Linked DNA regions of Anser cygnoides: regions 1 and 3 are each linked to region 2. The links are chromatin contacts, called in public Hi-C maps. All regions are on one chromosome and are shown on one strand. Each heading gives the region's core, a stretch centred on a gene start, on an enhancer-like site or on the middle of the called end of the contact. The rest is flanking DNA. Distances are from core to core; before and after follow the strand shown.

Region 1 (2,700 bases), core at 25-2,524, 260 kb after region 2:
TTAGAAACGTTTTGGGAGTAGGAGTTGTTCCTCAAGTCGGAATGTGAGACTGGAGAAGGAGATGTGGAAAATGATAACTCCCAAGTTTGTGTATCTGAGACTGCAATATCTTTATGGCATGGACCAGAGTTCTATTTGTGTGTTGCAACAATAATATATTAAAGGATGCACTGGGAACAACTTAGTAATGGGATAATTTCGGGAATCAACAAAAGGTAGTTCAGGACTTTCCTTGTTCCTATCTATGCTGTGCCGTAAACCATTATAGTTGATCTGAATTTTGCAGACCTACAAAACGATGTCACGAACTTGAACTTTCCCTTTCAAGAAAAGTTCACAACCTTTCACCTTCTATAAAAATTGGCTTTAAGACATGGAGACTTAAAATTTGCCCTACTTCTGTTGTAAAGGTCAGAAGTTATTTCATGTCACAATTAACCTTTGTGAGCAACAAGGCCCACACGACAAGTCCTGTGTTTCTAGGTTAAGGCTTGGGTCTCTGCGGGTAGCAGAGCCAGTGCGTGGAGGGCAGAGGCTGCTTTCCTGGGTGGCTGCCAGAGATACCATGGCAATAGCAGTGTCTCTTTGGGAAAGGGTCTCTGATACTGCCTTTCTTGCTCTGTCAAGTCTGTTCATCAATAATTGGTCTCCTTTCCCCCCTTTGCAAAAAGAAAATAAATAAAAAAGCTCCCAAAATAACCCTTGTAGATTTAGGCGGTATGTAAAACATTAAATAAGTGATAAGTCTCACGAAAAGGCTAATAATTCTGTGTTTAACGGGGGAACCTACGATGCAGGGAGCTGGCTCTACTTGTGCAGCAGGAGACGGGCAGTGTCAAACCTGGCTCCAAGCACACATTTTTAATTCAGTACCACATAACAAGTCAGTTAATCTCCGAGGTATTCAGAGCACTGTGCGGCTCCTAATAACAGACCAGCTGGCAGTGAGCACGGCGACCGGCATTTTGGTGCTGTCAGCGCCTCAGGCACTACCGGGTGGCAGGGAGCTCAGCAGGCTGCAGCCCGCCTCTGACACCTCAGCACGGCGACTCGGCCCCGGGAGCAACAGCCGAGACACCCCACGCGGAGACTGAGAGGCGGCGAGGGTTATTTTTCCAATGAACTAGCGCACAGCCAGGCAGCCCCGCTGCTGACACCCGTGGGCTGAGGTGTCCGGGCACCCGTAGGCGACGGGGGCGCTTCCTCGTAATTCTTTATTTTGAAACACGCGGGGCCTTCTCGCTGCCAGACGCCGCCAGCAGGGCCCGCCTGCGGGGCGGAACCGCCCAGCACCAAGGCGTCGGCCGCCATCTTCTAGCGCCGCCAGGGAGCCCGGTGCTGCCATCGCGCGGCTGCCGGCGGGCGGGAGCAGGGCCGGGGCAGCAGCGCTCCGCCATCGCGGCGGGGCGGGGGCCGGGCCGGGCTTCGCTTCGGTTCGTTTCGTTTCTTGTCCCTGCAGTGTCCGGCCTCCCCGCGGAGTCGCTCAGCGGAAACAGGAACGAAATCCGCTCGCGGAGGCGGGACTCCGCCAGCCTTCCCTTGCTGCCCGCGTCTCGCCTGGCGCCGGCCCCCCTGTAGGCCTCGGTACCATGGACCCGTTTCTGACCCTGCTGCATTCCTTTTCCTCGAGCTTGTCGGCCGGGGAGCTGCGTGATCTGAAATTCCTCTGCCAGGACAAGATTGGGAAGAGGAAGCTTGAGTCTGTCCAAAGCGGCGCGGAGCTCTTCAACTTCCTCCTCGAGCAGCAGGTGATATCAAGCCACAATGTGGACTTTCTCAAAACGATGCTTATGGTCATTAAAAGAGAAGATTTGACTACACGGCTAGAGCATTTTGTAGAGGAAGGAGAAGCTAATGTACCTGATGATCAACCAGATGTGAATGAAAAACGTAGGTGGATTTTTTTTTTATTCTTTTGACATTTTTTTTTTTCCAAAATAAGCACAATAAGTACATACACATCCTCAAGACATGGGTCTGCTTGGAGCACGATTGCCTGCTGTGGCTGAGTCCACTGCTGACAGTGCTTCTGCTACTTAACTGCTGCACAGGACAGTGTTATATCCTGGAAGAGTACCATGAGGGCAGCATATGCTGTGAACAGCTTGCCAGAGTGGGAATTACTTCTCTGTTACGCCTAATGGTCACTTGAATGTTTGCTATATACTTGGACCTCCTGGTATATGCAGTGGCTTTTCAGACATGATGTGACATACAGTGTGTGTAATACAGTAAAAGTAGTAGCATTTTGCTTAATAAAAATACTATCTAATGTTACTTTTGGAAATCCATCATTAACATATTTTTGCTATTTCAGGTCTGCAGAAGGTAGCTATTGAAGTCATATGTGAAAATGTTGGGAGAGACTGGAAAATGCTGGTGCGGAAACTTGGCTTTTCTGAAGTGAAAATGGACAGAATAATAGCAGCCAATCCCCTTAATTTGAAGGAACAATTGGTTCAGTCACTTCGAGAGTGGCAGAAATGGAAGGGGAAAGATGCAAAGGTGACTGACTTAACAAAAGCTCTTCGAGACTGTAACATGAACTTGGTGGCAGACCTAGTTGAACAGAAGCTCGTGCAACTGAACATTGAAACCAAGTGAAATCAGTGTAAAAACTCATTCACATCTGTGATGTGAAAGTAAAAAAGCAGAAGTGTCTTCTCATGTTCAAAACCAAAATCACTGTGATTGGGTCTG
Region 2 (2,700 bases), core at 10-2,509:
TGTTATCCCAAGCCAGAAGTGGGACAACGGGGATTAGTCCTTCCTGCCCGAGTCCCGTTTCTGTTTGGTACTACCTAGGGGTCAGCAACCCCGTGTGGCAGCTATCTGGGTGCATCTCCCTTCCAAAGGAGGCATCTTATATATATATATATTGGAATATCTGAGCTGAACAGCGAGAAATTATTCAGATCCAATGGCCAGACTTAATCTGTTTCTGGGTCAGAACTGCAGCCACCAACCGATGAGACTTTTCAAACGCCCCCAGTTCTGGTCTATACTATATTTTCTGTATACAACACATACGCTGCATTCGGAACGCTGTTCCCGTGTTGCCTCCTTCTAATAACCCCCTTCAGGCGACGAGAATCGCCCCCCGGTCCTACAGCGAAAAGGGGGCGCCTGGGGAGGGGATGGGGGGGCTGGCGAGCCCGGGGCAGAGCCGGGGCCGGGGGTCGCAGCTCACCTGCCCGTGCAGCCGCCCCGCCTCGTCCATGCAGAGGTAGCGGGAGCTCAGCACGCCCTTGATGGCCACGGTGCGCACCGCCACGGCGCGGATCTCCAGCAGACCTGCGGGGCACAGGGGAGAGAGCGGCGTGAGCCCGTCCCGTCCCGTCCCGTCCCGTCCCGTCCCGCCCCGTCCCCGCAGCGCCCCGCTACTCACTGTGCGGGCTCTGGCTGCCGGCCGCGTCCACCCGGCCGTCGCCGCCGATCCTGAGGAAGCAGCTGAAGAGCCCGTGCTTGCTGGCGGTGTAGAGGTGCCGCAGCCGGATGGGCTCCCCCCAGCCGTAGTTGACGTGCGGGCCGGCGTCGGGCAGCGGCAGCGAGCGGGCGGCGGCGGCGGCGGCGGCGGCGGCGAGCCCCAGCAGCGCCAGGGCGGCGCGGCGGGCGGCGGGGCGCGGCCCCATGGCGGGCGGCACGGAGGGGCGCGGAGCGAGGGGAGGGGAGGCCGGGCGCTCGCCTCGGCTGGCGGTGCCGCGGGATGTAGCACGGGCGAAGCCGGCCCCCCGGCCTTTTATAGGCCTCCGTTATCAGCCCGATCGATTCGGCCGCATCCAGCTCCAATATAGAGCCCGTTTCATAGCGGGAATTGGCCGGGGCGGGCACTCCCCCCGAAAATATTGATCGGGTGACATCATGGCGCAGGGGACACCCTGAAGGCGCTCCCTCCCCATCCGCACCTCCGAGATTCCCCGTCGGGGCTCCGGCCGCGCCCCTCCCCGCCACCCCGGGCTGCCCCGACGGGCCGTGCCGTGCCGTGCCGTGCCGTGCCGTGCCGGGCCGTGCCGTGCCGGGCCGTGCCGGGCCGTGCCGGGCGGTACCGCACCCCTGCCCTGAACTGAGCCCCGAAGCACACGGGGCCGGGGGTGCGCGACCCGCAGGCGTGGAGGTGCCCCGGGGCACCGTCCGGAGCCGAGCCTCGGCGCTGCCGCTTGCCCGTCCCGCATTTCCCCGGTCAGAAACCGGGCGGCTGCGGCCCCGGGGATGCCTGTGCGACCTGGCTGGGAGAGGGAGCCGGGTCTCCGCCGCCGCCGCCTGGCACCGGCGGGCGCGGGCAGGGCGGGGGGCGCCGCCTCCGCTCCCCCCCGGCTGCTCCGGGCCGTATTGCCGCCCGGCCATCCCCCGCCGGGTCGCTAGATGGAGCCTGGCACCCGGCGTGCGGGCTGGCCTCGCCGTCGGGGAGCTGCTGCATGGGGGGCTCTCCAGCTCCTGTCCTTCCCCGTTCGCACCTAGAAATCGGGGGGGAAAAAAATAAATAAATTGTGTAGTAAAACTGCATCGCCCCCGGCCAGGAGCCCGGCATAAGCATGAAGCAGATTTTGTCCCGGTCCGCGTACCAGCAGCTTTTTCCAGGTGGGCTCGTTTCATGGAAAGAAGCAGACACGCACCTCTTGTTTGCTCAGTGCATTCAACATCTCAGGGGCACGCCAGAGGGATCACTGCTGACTCTTCTGTTGTCCATCCAAACTAAGCACTAAAGGAATTTTCTCAGATCCCAAGAGAGAAACTATGCACCGATGGAATTTCATAAAGAAAGACAAAACCTTTCCCCCACAGGACACATAAACTAACAGTTAAGCAAACTATAACCTTGCCCCAGCAACTTCTCTGAAGCAAGCAAACAAAACCTTCCTGTCAGCTCCCAAATACTGTTTTACTACCTGCTTACTTTCATCTTTTTGTCTGTACACTTGCATCTCTATCCTGTAAACACTCATACAAATAACTTTTCTTTATGACTAATCCTAGCTCAGTGAGGCTGTGCATATAGACAAGGCCATGCAAAATCACAGAGCTCTGCAGGACGATGGCCTGCACGTGTATACATGCTTACATGGTGCATAATCATCACGTGTACCTTACGGCACTGAAGTTACCACATTGGTTATTTAGTGTTTGAATGATCAGGGCCTTGCATCACCAGCTCCGTGGAGCAAGGGATTATATGTCACCAGCCACTTCAAAAGCAACCACTGCTTTTGACTACCTCTTTTTCCTTTTTGGTGGTCAGTTTGAGGGACCCAGAAAGAAGCCCAGCTTTCTCTGCATGGGTGATGAGTAATTGAGAAAAATCGGGATGGCCTCCCCTTCAGGTGTCTCCTGCTGCATCCTCCAAATCACAGGCTGATTTGAGAAATTATGTCCTTTCAAACATCACACAAGTTGACAATATTATGAAAACAGTAAATAATAGCAAGGTGT
Region 3 (2,791 bases), core at 187-2,686, 350 kb after region 2:
CACTTCCAATTTTTGCATGTTTAGAGGGCAGGTAATCTAAGAAGAGATGTTAGGAGGAAGGTGAAGCTTTAAGCTATGCAGAATTAGAGGACAAGAAGTTGCTTTTGTGATGTCTTATGGATAGTAGTGATTTATCATGCCAGAACTTGAAGTGGGGTGTACGTGAAGTGATTCAAAGCAGCGTTTGTGCTTGGCCTATACCTACCTGGTCTTGAGAGGAATTTGTCCTGCTGTTGTCTTCTCTAAAAGAGCATGGCCACTGCTATGAAACTTGCTGAAGCTAAGTGCACTAAGGAGTTGGGGGGGGGGGGGGGGGGGGGAGACGGAACGACAGGACAAGTAATTTTCAGTTACTTAAACACAGATAACAGTGTTGAAGTACTATTACACTCATTCTTCAGTGTTTAAAGAGGTAGTTAAAGGATATTTTGGTTGCAATTCAGGAACTCTATTGCCTTCAGCTGGGAAGCTTTTTCTTTTCTGGCATTTATTCTGAATAATTTGCTGGTATTATTCTGTTCATTCGGGAGTCGTTTTATTGCACTAGTCGTTTTTGCACAAATGGCAATTAGTCTAATTAAGGTAGCAGCACTGTGTACTTCTATGGCATATAGGAACAGATAGATGAAATTTTTTAAAAAAGAGGTTGATATTCCTATCTGTAATCAGGATCGATGAATACTCTGAAAAGGCTTAGGAAGAGTAACAGAAATAATAGGGAGAGGATCCAGGTTCTCTGAGTCTGCTTTCTGCTCTAGCAGACATCTGTTTAAGTTTAGCCTAATTTTTAATATGCCATATATTTTAAGTCTAGAGTAACTTATATTTCTTACTGGAAAAACTAAGCCCCTTTATACAGTGAACGGGTACATCTGACTACATGTGACGAGGTAGTTCTCTTGCTCCAGCTGGCAGCTGGTAAGTCATGTGTTTGCCTCCAAAACTTTTAGAAACTGGCCTGGCTTTTTTCATATTATCACCCTTCATTATGGTTGCAGTTTATGTATATTTTTCCCCTAGAAATATTCCTTCGACCTTTTCCTACCTCCCAAAGATTACAACCCGTGACAGCTGTTACCCTGTCAGTAACATCACCTAGGACTTGACCTTTTAAAACCCGAGGTGGGCATTGGTTTGTTCGTTTTCCGAGTAATTCAGCTATTTTCCGTTTAATTCAGCCCCCTTGTCAGCAGTCACATGCCATCGTGCTAAGGCGAGGGGAAACCCCTCAGGACCTTCCCTCACCATTTCCAAGACATGGCGCAAAAGCGAGTACAGTAAAGAAAATAAAAGGCGTGTTCGGAACGATACAAAACGCGGCGTACAGCCTCTTAAAAGGCCTGGCGGGGCATCGCAGCAGCCCTTTCCCTGCCGCTGCCCTTTCGGAGGCCGGGCCGGGAGCCGCCGCGGCGGTGCCAGCCGGGCCGAGGGGAGGGCGCTCGGCGGGGCGGGGCGGCCCGGGGCGGCCATCTCCCACCTGGAGCCGCCCCGCCGTGCGGGAAGAGGAAGTGGGAGCTCGGGAGAAGCGGAAATCGCCGCCGCCGTCCGCCCGGGAAGCAGCCGCGGAGCCGGCGGCCACCAGTGTAAGCGCTGGGCCGGGCCGGGCCGGTCGCGTCTCGCCGCCGGCCGCCCGGGAGCGGGGGGAGCGGGGGGCGTCGCGGCGGGGCTGCGGGCTGCGGGCCGCGGGCCCGGGCACCCCCCGCGCACAGAGGCCCCGCGGGGCCGCGCTCCTCGGGGTCCCCGGGGCCTCGGGGCGGGAGGCGGCGGCGGCTCGCCCGGCCGCACGGAGCTGCTGGAGCCCACGGCGTGCGGTTAGCCTGGGTCCGCCGGAGCCGCGGCGTCCTGTCGGTTTTATTCCTTCAGGGGTTTGCCCGTGTGAGCCGGTGACTCATTAACAGCTCACGGTGCTGCTCCGAGCTGCCGCCAGCGCCCAGGCGGCCATCGGGGTCTGTGCTGGCTGCCCTGCCCCTGCTCGTCGGGGCCGGGGCCGAGCCGGGGAGAAACGTGGCGGAGTCGGGATTTTGTAAGGATGTGCGTGCGAAACCTTCCTTTCTCGGTTATTGTTTGCAAGAGGCCAAGGAGGAAGCAGAGAAATCCAGCCTTAAGGATCTAGCCTTTGTGCTTTTAAATACCTGAGCACAGCTGAACGCACAAAAGGGAAAAAAAAAAAAGGAAGTGATTTAACTGTGTACTTGGGGAAGAGCATTCGCCTTACATCCAGCTGGGTAGGTGAAGTCACCGTGTGTGTGTATACACGTAATTCAGCCCCTGACGTTCGGGAATCGAGCACAGGTAACTTGCTGTGTATGGCATGGACTGAGGGTACAAGCTGTCCCTTGAAGCAGTGACCGTAAATTTGCATTTGGTTGTGAGCGAGAAGTTGGACCTCACACCCAGTTTCACTACTGAGCTGCTTCGGTTCTCCTTTCCAATACTTTTTTGGTAAGAAATTTGTTTTTAGGGATGGCTGTATGGCAAACTAAAAGAGTAGGAGAACCTGAGACACGATAGCATGAGAAAAGGCTTTAGACAGAGAATATCCTAAGCAGAAGGGAAACCTCCCGCTGTTTTGTCATCTGCTCTACTTTTACACCCTCCTTCCAGACCAGCCTGTAGTTTGCTACCTTGGGTTTGCTTATTTTTCAGTTGCCATTGTTCTGGGATTTCTGAAGTGCTCCATACGACTGGTTTGTTGGTTTATTCTGTTAGGCTGTAGAGGAAGCGGCGTTTTTTTGCTCTATAACCCTTATCATGGATTATTAGTTATGTATTTAAAAGGGAATTTCCATTC

Evidence for each region. A called contact is a pair of places that touch in the nucleus more often than the background predicts.
Region 1: a Hi-C map of liver shows a contact between it and region 2, with 2.4 times the contacts expected there. The contact joins the promoter of FADD here to the promoter of FGF19 in region 2. A contact is called at or near these places in 3 of 7 Hi-C or Micro-C datasets (granulosa cells and liver).
Region 3: a contact with region 2 is called in a Hi-C map of granulosa cells, with 2.3 times the contacts expected there. The contact joins the promoter of CTTN here to the promoter of FGF19 in region 2. A contact is called at or near these places in 2 of 7 Hi-C or Micro-C datasets (granulosa cells and liver).

The regions. Positions count from the first base shown.
Region 1 is chr5:18,556,593-18,559,292 of Taihu_goose_T2T_genome, reverse strand. It overlaps FADD (Fas associated via death domain), which reads left to right and starts at 1,274. Exons shown (of 2, transcript XM_013194898.3): 1 at 1,274-1,890; 2 at 2,318-2,700. The coding sequence starts at 1,590. The coding sequence ends at 2,604.
Region 2 is chr5:18,818,972-18,821,671 of Taihu_goose_T2T_genome, reverse strand. It overlaps FGF19 (fibroblast growth factor 19), which reads right to left and starts at 1,259. Exons shown (of 3, transcript XM_048058590.2): 1 at 662-1,259; 2 at 464-567. The coding sequence starts at 905.
Region 3 is chr5:18,473,126-18,475,916 of Taihu_goose_T2T_genome, reverse strand. CTTN (cortactin) reads left to right here and starts at 1,436. Exons shown (of 15, transcript XM_048058736.2): 1 at 1,436-1,583.